Regions from separate parts of the Zea mays genome. Here region 1 is linked to region 2. A link is a contact called in public Hi-C data. All regions are on one chromosome and are shown on one strand. The core of a region is the stretch at or near the end of the contact, and the rest is flanking DNA. Distances in the headings are between cores, read along the strand shown.

Evidence for each region. A called contact is a pair of places that touch in the nucleus more often than the background predicts.
Region 1: a Hi-C map of leaf mesophyll shows a contact between it and region 2, with 2.9 times the contacts expected there. The contact joins the enhancer-like site here to the promoter of LOC542612 in region 2. A contact is called at or near these places in 11 of 25 Hi-C or Micro-C datasets (bundle sheath, ear, leaf and 4 more).

Annotation. Positions count from the first base shown.
Region 1 is chr2:24,562,477-24,567,926 of Zm-B73-REFERENCE-NAM-5.0, forward strand. No RefSeq gene overlaps it. Among protein-coding and RNA genes, the nearest start is that of LOC111591032, 6.0 kb to the right of the region's middle. Within about 2 kb of position 4,090, at least 9 of the 20 cell types and tissues checked have an H3K27ac peak or open chromatin away from gene starts, as enhancers often do. A contact at or near this core is called in leaf, leaf mesophyll and root tip, where this site is marked.
Region 2 is chr2:24,442,225-24,447,217 of Zm-B73-REFERENCE-NAM-5.0, forward strand. It overlaps LOC542612 (transcription factor MYB17), which reads right to left and starts at 1,385. Exons shown (of 3, transcript XM_008670875.3): 1 at 980-1,385; 2 at 698-827; 3 at 1-608. The coding sequence starts at 1,352.

The sequences.
Region 1 (5,450 bases), core at 2,840-5,339, 120 kb after region 2:
TACTTCACGCCGAGTCAGCCTGGCGCACCGGACACTGTCCGGTGCACCACCGGACAGTCCGGTGTGCCAGACTGAGCTGAGTCTTGGCTGCACACAGCCAAGTCTTTTTTACTTCTTTTCTTCTTCTTTCTGTTTCTAACACTTAGGCAAGTATATTAGTACACAAAACCAATGTACTAAGACTTAGAATCATACCTTTGCTCTTGATTTGCACTTTGTTCTTCCATGGGCATAAATTCACATTTAAGCACTTGTGTTGGCACTCAATCACCAAAACACTTAGAAATGGCCCAAGGGCACATTTCCCTTTCAGGTATAGGTTCTTTATTGAGTGTAGTGGCCCTAGCACTCGGCAAAGAGGCACGCTTTGCCAAGTGCCATATAAAGCACTCGGCAAAGAACCTGACATGGGGACCCGCTGGCGGATTCTTTGTCGAGTGCTGGCTGGCAGACACTCGACAAAGGTAACTCCTTTGCCGAGTGTCACCTAGGACACTCCGCAAAGACGCCATCTACGTCACCCCGGCGCCGTGACGACAGCTTTTCTTTGCCGAGTACTTCCTGGCACTCGGCAAAGTCTTTGCCGAGTGCCCGAGAAAAAGTACTCGGCAAAGAAGGCTTTGTCGATGTAATGTGTGCTGAGCCCTCTTTGTAGATTGCGACACTCGGCAAAGCCTTTGCCGAGTGTTTTTCAGGCTTTGCCGAGTGCTTCAGGCACTTGGCAAAGACGTCGATTCCGATAGTGAAACAAATTACACCTAGGCTTAACACACCACTAAAATTAACGGTTTATATCACTGGGTAACTCTCTCTCTCTTACTCACTCAAATCTAGTGGACAATATTATTTGGATCATCCCTCCCCCTCCTCGCGTCCGCATCCCCTCCCCCTCACTCGCGTCGTTGCTGTCGTCGACCCCTCCCCTCTACGGGATCATAGCGTTAGCACGGGCTATGACCTGCTCGTTTTCACCTTTTTTCTGACGAGCTTTTATGAGAATGTAGTTGTAGGGAGAATCTGAGTATCGTGGAGTTACTAGAGAAAGAAGATGAAGGGGTCTATAAGGTTTAGGATCTAGAAAGTAATGGATTCCTATTTTATGACGACTCGTGCAATGTCGTGTTCACGGTGATTTTGAACGGTTTTCATTAAAACGATTCTCATAAAGCGAGCTGAAAAGCCGTACGTTTGGTAGTTTTCAGCAGCCCAAAACAATCAGGTGATGGAATAGTGTTCACAAATTGAAACGGGATGACATCTTTTTTCCTGATCAGTTGCGTCTTCTAGTCATACACTTTAGTTTCTACGTCAAAACTCGATGATTCATGTACTCTCACAGCTAGAAAATTAGGTAACAATTCTAGTCAAGGACATAGCCGGCCGTCCAGCTCGTTTGAAATGCATTATTGAGGTGAGCCTCTGCTTTGTTTTTTCGGAGAACTCCACCGAATATTTCTGTGTACGAAACTGTTCTTGATAACAACGGCCTGATAGCGAGCATATACGTTCAGTATGACGCAACAACAACGGCAGTTATAAAATGAACCTTACATTCACATATCAAAAGCACGACTGCACGAGCTTCTAAAAGCTAACTCTACATGAGCAAACGAAGATGCCCTTTTAAATTCCGTGGTTGTTGGTACAAAGCACTACTACAAAACAAGGAATGCTATTGCCTGTTGGTAGCGAATTGTGGCAACAAAACATCCCCCTTACGTTACCAGGTACAGTCAGTCTGTCAGTGTTCATATTTTGTGGCCTATTTAGCGAAACTCTACCTCAGCATTTGAGTTTGTTTGAGAAAGCAATTAGTAAAAGTGGGCTATTTGAACCAAAATAGCTAGGTGCAACTCAACTAATAAATACCCTTAATATTTAAGTAGCTCCTGCTCCAATTTCTCGAGCTAGAGATGACCAACTAAAAACAGGGCTAGACATCTACCTAATATATTAAGCCCTTAACGAGGTCCATGGACTCTGTGACGTACCCATATACAAGCACTAAAACCATATATTCAGGACTGCTAAAACCTTTCCTGATATTCTAAGGATACGCTAGTTTGCTTCTGTTGAATGAGACTTGCTGCAAAAAGTGACGAGAAAAAAGGTTTCAGAGGACATGGCTCAGCCAGTCTAACCATATCTTATCTAGGGAAATTGAGATGTAGATACAATCTGGCAACTTACAGAACTGTCGGTGGCTCCTTTCCGGACCTCGTTCTCATGTATGCGAACGGTACGTCCCAATTTCGGTGTTCAATGAGGATAGATTTTATTATTATTTTTCAGACCTGATATAGACAAATGTTCCGCTTTGGAAGGAAATGTTGCTGTCTCGTTGCGGCTATAGTGTTAACGTGCGTCCAGAGAATAATATAGTGCAGGTTTTTAATAGATGTCATCTCTTCTCTGAGACCGCCGGTAGTTAGTCATTGATAAACACACGCCCAAGTCAAGAAAACAGGGCGAAGAGAGGAACGACAGTTCCAGCCTTTAATTTGAATTTCATCCGTTGGATCGCCATTGAACTTCCGTTCTTATGGACTTTGTTCCGATCCGTCGTTAACTATAGATTCGACACTGATGAGCCGGTCCAGTAGGAGTATTAAACTGGTGTCACACTGGCGTAGCAGTTTATTTCCCTTGTTATCCTATTTTATTTCCAACTGACTGCATGCTCGGTGTGCTCGGACGAATCTCACAGCTACTGACTGGTTCGTGAGATTTCAGGATACCGCACAACTGATCATGCAGCTAGCTATGACCTGCTCAAAAGCCTACTACCAGGAGCACTTGTTGTAACCTCGGGATGAAAAAATAAAAATAAAAGACTGAATAGGCTTGAATAACAGCTTTTGAACAACACGCACTTGTTGTATATAACCTCGGGATGAATTAAATTGCTATACCTGCTACTGCGCATTGCGTGTGTGTATATATAGAGCGTTCCTTCACTAGTACTTTTAATCCCACTGTTAGGCGCGAGCCAGCCTCGTCAACGCTGACTTGCGATCTTACGAGTTCAGAGCTAACTGCTCGGAAGTCGTCCGAACTCCGCTACAGGCTGCAGCTAGTCGTTCTGGAACTAGCTGATGCGTCGGCCGCTACCTGTGATTTTTTTTTTCTCACCTCAACCAGTGCAGCGATTGCTTTTGCTACCGGCAGTGGGGTCACGATCCTCTGACGGTTTAAAAAAAAAAAGCGAAACCGAGATGAGGGAATAATATTGCCATTTGCTGCCAACGCCAGCACAGAGAAAGAGCACGCACGCGCATCATCGGTAGCTCCTCAATTCCTCGTCTGAACGAACCTGGGCTAGGCAGCTGCCAGCTAGCTGCAGTAGTTAGTTTGCTTACTGGTCGTCATCACATCAGCTAGCGCCTATAGCCCTAGCAGCAGCAGCTCATGGAGTTGTTGGCGCCGGAGCGAGATCAGCGAGGCCATTAACAACTGAGCAAGCGCGCGCCTTCGCACGAGCTAGCTTTAACTGGCTGCATACCAGTGCATGACGCAGACGCTTGCGCCATGCATGGCCTAGCTACTATGGCTTAGGAGAGCAAAAGAATTCTCGTAATTAGCCAGGCCAGCCGCCAGTCGAGAAGAATGCTGCACAACTGGCTGGCCTTAGCAGTAGTTAATACCAGTAGCAGCTAGGGCAACTGGGCAAGCTAGCATCGTCTTCTCGGTCCTGCACCACACAATTATTGACAAGTTGTTCGATCCGTGGAAAAAAAATTAAACACTGAACCAAAACAGGCCGGGTGCAGGCTGCGGCAGGATTATTATGGTTATCTGATGCACAGACAGTGGCAGCTAATAAAACAGGGGGTGCAGGCTGCGGAACTGGTATATTTTAGGCGCTAATAGTCTGTGTCAACGATCAAGGAGCAGGATCGATTGCTGTCAATGTCATCCTTTTCCCGGCCTGAGTTGCGTGCGCGACATCTTTATTCCTGACGGACACGAACTATTAACGACGGAAGGTTCGCCAAAGCTAGTAGGCCGCCCCAGTTCCTGTTCGCACAGCAGGGAACAGAGACATGCTGGATGGATCGGCCGTGTGGAGAAAGGGACAGGGACGACGACGGTGGAAAATGTTACTGGGTTTAATCTACGTGCATGCATGCCGAAACGCATCGATCAGCACGCATATATGCTGGCAAGCGGCGGTGGAGACACCATCGTACGTCAGCTCTCCAAAGAAAAACAACCGGCCTCACTACTTCTCTAGGTCACTTCAGGGAAAGCGCGGGAGTTTTCTACTCTTTGGGCTGTTTGGGAGCCACAAAACCGAATGAGATTAAAGGGCCAGAATCTATTTTCAATAATAAGGAGATTCTAACCTCTAACCCTTTCGATTTTGTGGCTTTCAAACTAGCCCTTTAAGACTAGGATTACGTGTGTCAATGCGTCATGTGTATCGGGAGTTTTGCGACTACATGCAGGCCAGAAAGCAAGCGCTAGATGTTCATGGCCACCTACAGGCAATATCCAGACATGAACCGGTCGTGTTTGAATCCCGCGGGCTTGGGTTAGCCTCTTGTAATTACTGTCATATCCTTGCGATCGCCTCCCTATAGAAAATCAGAGGCGCGGAAGATTGGGGTGAAGCAGCTCACCTTTGCCGTGGCTGTCTGCGTGTTACTTATAGCGACAAAGCGCGCTTCAGATTTACATTAACGTAACAAACCATGAGATATCTTCGGTCCAAGATAAGGGCTAACAAATAAACCAATCTAATCTATTCCTTGGCCGACTCTACTGGTTTGTTCCGAGTTACAAGGGGATAAGCATACAAGGAAGATAAACATGAATCATAGAATCTATCTAACATCCCCTCTCAATTACAACCGTATGAGGTTGAGATTGTGTTTGAAGTTTTCTAACTGTCTTGCGGGAAGAGGTTTGGTAAAACCATCTGCAATTTGATCCTTTGAAGAAATAAAGTCAATCTCCAATAATTTCTGCGTAACACGTTCTCTTACAAAATGATAATCAACTTCAATATGTTTTGTTCGAGCATGGAACACAGGATTTGCCGAGAGATACTTAGCTCCAATATTATCACACCAGAGTTTAGCTGCTCGTGGAGTTTGAACTCCTAACTCACGAAGAAGAGTTTGGATCCACATAATCTCAGCTGTAGTATTAGCTACTGCTTTGTACTCAGCTTCAGTACTTGACCTTGACACTGTGGGCTGCTTACGTGCACTCCATGAAATCAGATTAGATCCTAGGAACACAGCAAATCCTCCGGTGGATCTTCTATCATCAAGACATCCTGCCCAATCTGCATCTGAGAAACCAGTGATTAAAGAGGAACTAGATCTTTCAATCTTGAGTCCAGTCTTCACTGATTGTTTCAAATATCTAAGAATCCTTTTTACAGCCATCCAGTGATCTGTCGTTGGGCAGTGCAAGAACTGGCAAACTTTGTTAACAGGAAA
Region 2 (4,993 bases), core at 135-2,634:
ACAGGCAGCAGGGCGCCTCGGCGAACACGTCGACATGCGGGAGCACCGAGAACGCGTCGAGCCGGCCTTGCAGCAGCCCGAACTCCTCCATCGCCGCCAGGTCCAGGAACGACTGGTAGTCGTCGCTCGCCGCCGCCTCGGTCCCGTAGGTCGACGCGGCCGAGGAATCGTCGTCGCCGAGCTCAGCAGGTAGCGCCGCCGGCACACCACTCGACGCCGGACCATGCCCCTTCACTGCGGTGCCGCGGAAAGAATCCCCGACCTCGGAGTTCCAGAGGCGCAGGAAGATGTCGGGCGCCGCGTGCTCGGGCGCGACGGTGGACGAGGAGGAAGAGGCGGTGGCGGAGGTGACGATCGTCGTGGCCGAGGTCGACGAGAGCAGGGAGAGGCGCGCCTCGGCCTCGAGGCGGGCGGTCTCCCACTGGGCCATGTGGCGAGCGACGGGACAGGACGCGGCGGCCGCCTTGGCGAGCTGCGCGCCAGCGCCCTCGCCGGCGACGGCGACGGCGAGCGCCTCCTGTCGGAGCTGCTGCTTCATGTGCGTGTTCCAGTAGTTCTTGATCTCGTTGTCCGTCCGGCCCGGCAGCTGTGCCGCGATCGTGGACCACCTGATCGACACCACAACGTTCCAGCACGTACTGACGGTGACGGCGCGTGAGGAGAGAGAGAGTACGGAGTTTAGGCTCGAGACTTTTACCTGTTGCCGATGATGGCGTGGAGCTGGAGGATAGAGTTGTGCTCCTCGGGGGTGAAGTGCCCGCGCTTGATGTCCGGGCGCAGGTAGTTGGTCCACCGCAGCCGGCAGCTCTTGCCGCACCGGTTCAGCCCTGCATGCATGCGCGCGCGGCACATCACATCGCATTTTACACCACGAGTCGCTCAAGAAATGACGAGCACGAGGCGAACAACTAGGTCACGCATGCAGCACCAGGCGGCCCGGGCTGGGCTCGACCGAGGAACAGAGCACGTACGTACGTACCCGCGAGCTTGGGGAGCATGCGCCAATTTCCGGCACCGTTGGCCTGGACGTAGTCGACGAGCAGCTTGTCCTCCTCCAGCGCCCACTGTCCCTTCTTGATCCCATTGCTGTGGCAGCACGGAGTTCTCCCCATGGCGGTCGGTCGCTCTCCGTCTCTCCTCGGGCGGCGACAGGAACGAGAAGCGAGGGGGAGGAGCCGAGACGGATTTTTATAGGCCGAGGGGGATCCCGGTGGCCATAATAAATGCTCCGGATTTTTCACCTGCTGGCTGGGCTGCTGCTCCGACGTCGACGAGAGCAAGGGGAAGGGAAGGGCAGCGTGGCTGGCTTCAATTATTACGGGCGATCGACGGGCAGCCGGGACCAGGGCCATGCATTTATTAGGGGCGAGGTGCTTTCTTGCATGGGATCGCCGGGCGGGGCGAGTGGGCTTGAATGCGGTGGTAGGGGACGACCGGTTGTCTGTCTGGTGCTGCATTGCGCGCCGGACAACTGCCCTTCCTGGTGCCTAGGAAGTCGGAGTAATCAGCACGTACTAGTTAAATTTTAGTACTGCTGCCTCTTCTGTCAGAAAAGAAAACAATATACTTTTGTCAGATCGTTTAAATTTGACTAAGTTTATATAAGAATTAAAATGTATGGCATTGCTAGATTCATTGCAAGAAATAAAATTTTAGCACAGCTACGACGCGGTTGACGGTAGAACAGAAAGCCCAGGGAAAAGAAAGCGGCCGGCTCTACGTTCGTAACGGTAACGTATGGTTCCGCGGTGGCCTATTTGTTTCGTTTATTGTAGATTGATCCAAAGGCCACAGCAGCAGCTAGCTGCAAGCCAGCTACGCACAGGGTCAGGGTCAGAGATGGGCGGGACTGCACTGCAGCTAGCTGAAGCGAGGAAGGGGCCGGGGAGAGGAGGAAAGGCCGGCCGATCCGCCGATGGGACCGAGACGTGGAGCGGAGGTAGCCGCCATAAATGAGGTGGTGCCACTGCCACTGCCACACGGGGGTGTGGCTCGGACTTTGGGGCGGCAGGCGGTGGCGGAAGCGGAGTGCCGGGCAGCCCGGCAGAGTGCGTCGCAGCGGAGGCGGCCTGCGCGTTTTACTCTGGCTGAGCTGGGCTGGCACGGCCGCCGCGGCAGGTGACGTGCCGTGCGCCGTGCCGCCGTGGCAGTGGTGGCAGCACGGCAGGAGGACGGTGATTTAACGGGACAGGGAGTCGTGGCCGCCTGACCGGGGTCGGTGCTGTCAAAGCCAGCCTGATGGACATGGACTGACGGGGACCTTCCGCGTCTTTTGTCTTGTCTGCTGACCGGTGCCAACTGCCGCTCCGTTTCGTCATCGCCATCCATGTGAGGGGCCGACGCGTGTGCTTGGCTTACGGCAACGCAGACGCATGGCAAAGCTACGACCAGCTGATGGAAGGAAGGATCGTGTTTGATCTCTTCGCTTGATGGTATGTCCAGTGGCAGATCTAGTATTTTTATATAAGCAGTGCCACAATAAATTTTTCACGTACATATTTACATCCACATAAGAAATGATTCTGCAGCACTAACTTCAACTTCATAACACCAATTCTCCCTTTAAATTCTAACTGCCAACTGAGGAACGTGTGCTACAGACACTTGCGGATAATTTTTAACTTTAACAAATGCATTTTTATCCAATCTTCGAAATTTCACAACCAGTCACTAATTAACTTCACACCACTTTTGCTACAATTGCAGCACCAGTTGTCTCATCACGCTTCATCTTCACGCATCTAACCGCACAGAGACGACAATGATACATTAGCATAGGAGGCATGAGTTACGGAGTGTTCATCTGGAAGATTGATGTCGCTCTGACTACTGGGCAGGACGTGATTATAGAGTGTTGTGCTGGACGGGAGAGATAAGCAGAGGCCAAGGTGCTCTGACTGCTGGGCGAGGCACCGTGCGCATCGCGCGTCTCAGAGGCTCCCCGACTGGGAACGGTGTTGCACGTCTCTGCGGCTGGCCAGGGCGGGGTCGCCTGGGAACGACGTCCCGACTCGCGAGTCACGGCGTCAGCGCGTCTTAGCGACGACCGGCGGGCCAAGGCCAAGGCCAAGGCGGCAAGCCGCGTCTCGTCTCAGTCTCTCGACCTCTCGTCAACGCGTCCACCGTCTCGGCAGCGGCGACACTAGGGCCAGGGGCGTGCACGCGGCGTCCTAGTCGGCTCGTGCTTGTTGACGGCGAAATCGGCAGATGCGTATGCGTCGTCTCGGACTCTAGGCCTGGGCATTGCTCCCTCGGTTCCTGGAATGGAGGAAGACGAAGGATCGCAACATCGCGCATGGAACGACACAGATGAACGGAATAGGGCGGTTATCCGATGGGCTTGGCTTAGAGTGTGCCATGGCCCACCTAGCCCCCTATGGGTCCGTCCCTGGGCCTAAGTACTCCGAAGTAGGAATGGCAATGGGTACTCGCAATCTATATCCGATGGATATTTACTCTATTAAAATTACTTTAGGAATTCCATTTTTCCAAGAGATTTATATTTTTTTAAGAGAAAATAAACTATTTTTTTTAGAAAAATAGAAATCCCTTAGAAAAATGTGGTTCCTAAACTAGCCCTTAGTTTAAATATCTGTGTCTATGCTCATATATCAAGATATTAGTTTAAGACAATATATTGAACATCTTATCACTAAAACAGAATACAAATGGCCCAAGGACATATGTCTCTTTTACCAACATAATTCAAACATAAATGGTTTGTTGCTTCCAACGAAAGTAGGAGTTCCAGTGTCAAGGAGCGAAGAGGTGTGATCTGAAACACCTTTATCCAACGCTTGAGCCGAGATCAGAGGGTATTTAAATTCCCATTCGGTCGACAAGAGAACTCTATCTATCTTTTCATAGGTTGATTTAGGAAGGGAATTTGCCTAGATGTATTGTCTTTTCGTTAAATTTATTTCTCTTAAATCCAAGTTATCAATCACAGCATTGAAAAGAAACGACCAACGATCATTATCATTAAACCCGTCATTTTTTCTTCTTGTTGTTTCTCAAGATATTAGAATCCCCACCAATGAGAGTTATTAGAGAACTATGTCGACATGCCCGTACAAGCTCCGCAAGGAAAGCGGACTTAAAACTCATCTTGAGTTGGGCCATATACAACCATGAGAATACATTTAAATGTATCTGCTCTACTACATAAGTGAAACTTAATATAGAATTCTCTGTCCAGGTACGTCAAGAACATTTGCTCTAGCTAACTCCTAGAAGGACCCCCTTGATCTACCCCCTCAAAGAGAGAATGTCAAACCAAATCCAAACCACCAGATAAACGTGCCAGATTTGATTTTGACATGTCTGATTTCCCTCTCCCCATTATCGCAAGGAAATCAAGGTTGAATTCTCTCACGACTTCTGATAGGTAACGATATTTAGCCATGTCTGAAAGACCTGTGCGGTTCCAAAAATACCTTTCTTTGGGAAACCTTTGTTTAGTTTTTGATTTGACGCCCCAAGCATTTTTAAGTGTAATTAACTCCAATTTTTCTTATAAGACAAAATGTAGCATTCGTATCTGGTGAGCTAGTATTTACACAAATTTTATTCCTTCAAGAAACTGGCCACAAGATCACTCTCTCATATTACTATTGGTAATATATAGCCCGACCTATCTGAGGTGGTATTGGTTTATCTCTGTTCCAAGCTCTTGCTCAATCCAATACCTGTAACCAATATGAAAAAATATTATGTATAACAGGAAAAAAGAGGAAAAATACAACATCTTCAATAGTCATCAGAATGCATACAAGTTAAAGAGATCCTCCACTACCGGAATCGATCGCTTCGCCGAGTGCCTGAAGCACTCGGTGAAGACATAAAAACACTCGGCAAAGGCTTTGCCGAGTGTAACACTCGGCAAAGAAGGCTCGACAAACAGTACATCGGCAAAGACATCTTTGCCGAGTACTTTTTCTCGGGCACTCGGCAACGATGTTTGCCGAGTGCCAGGGAGTACTCGGCAAAGAAA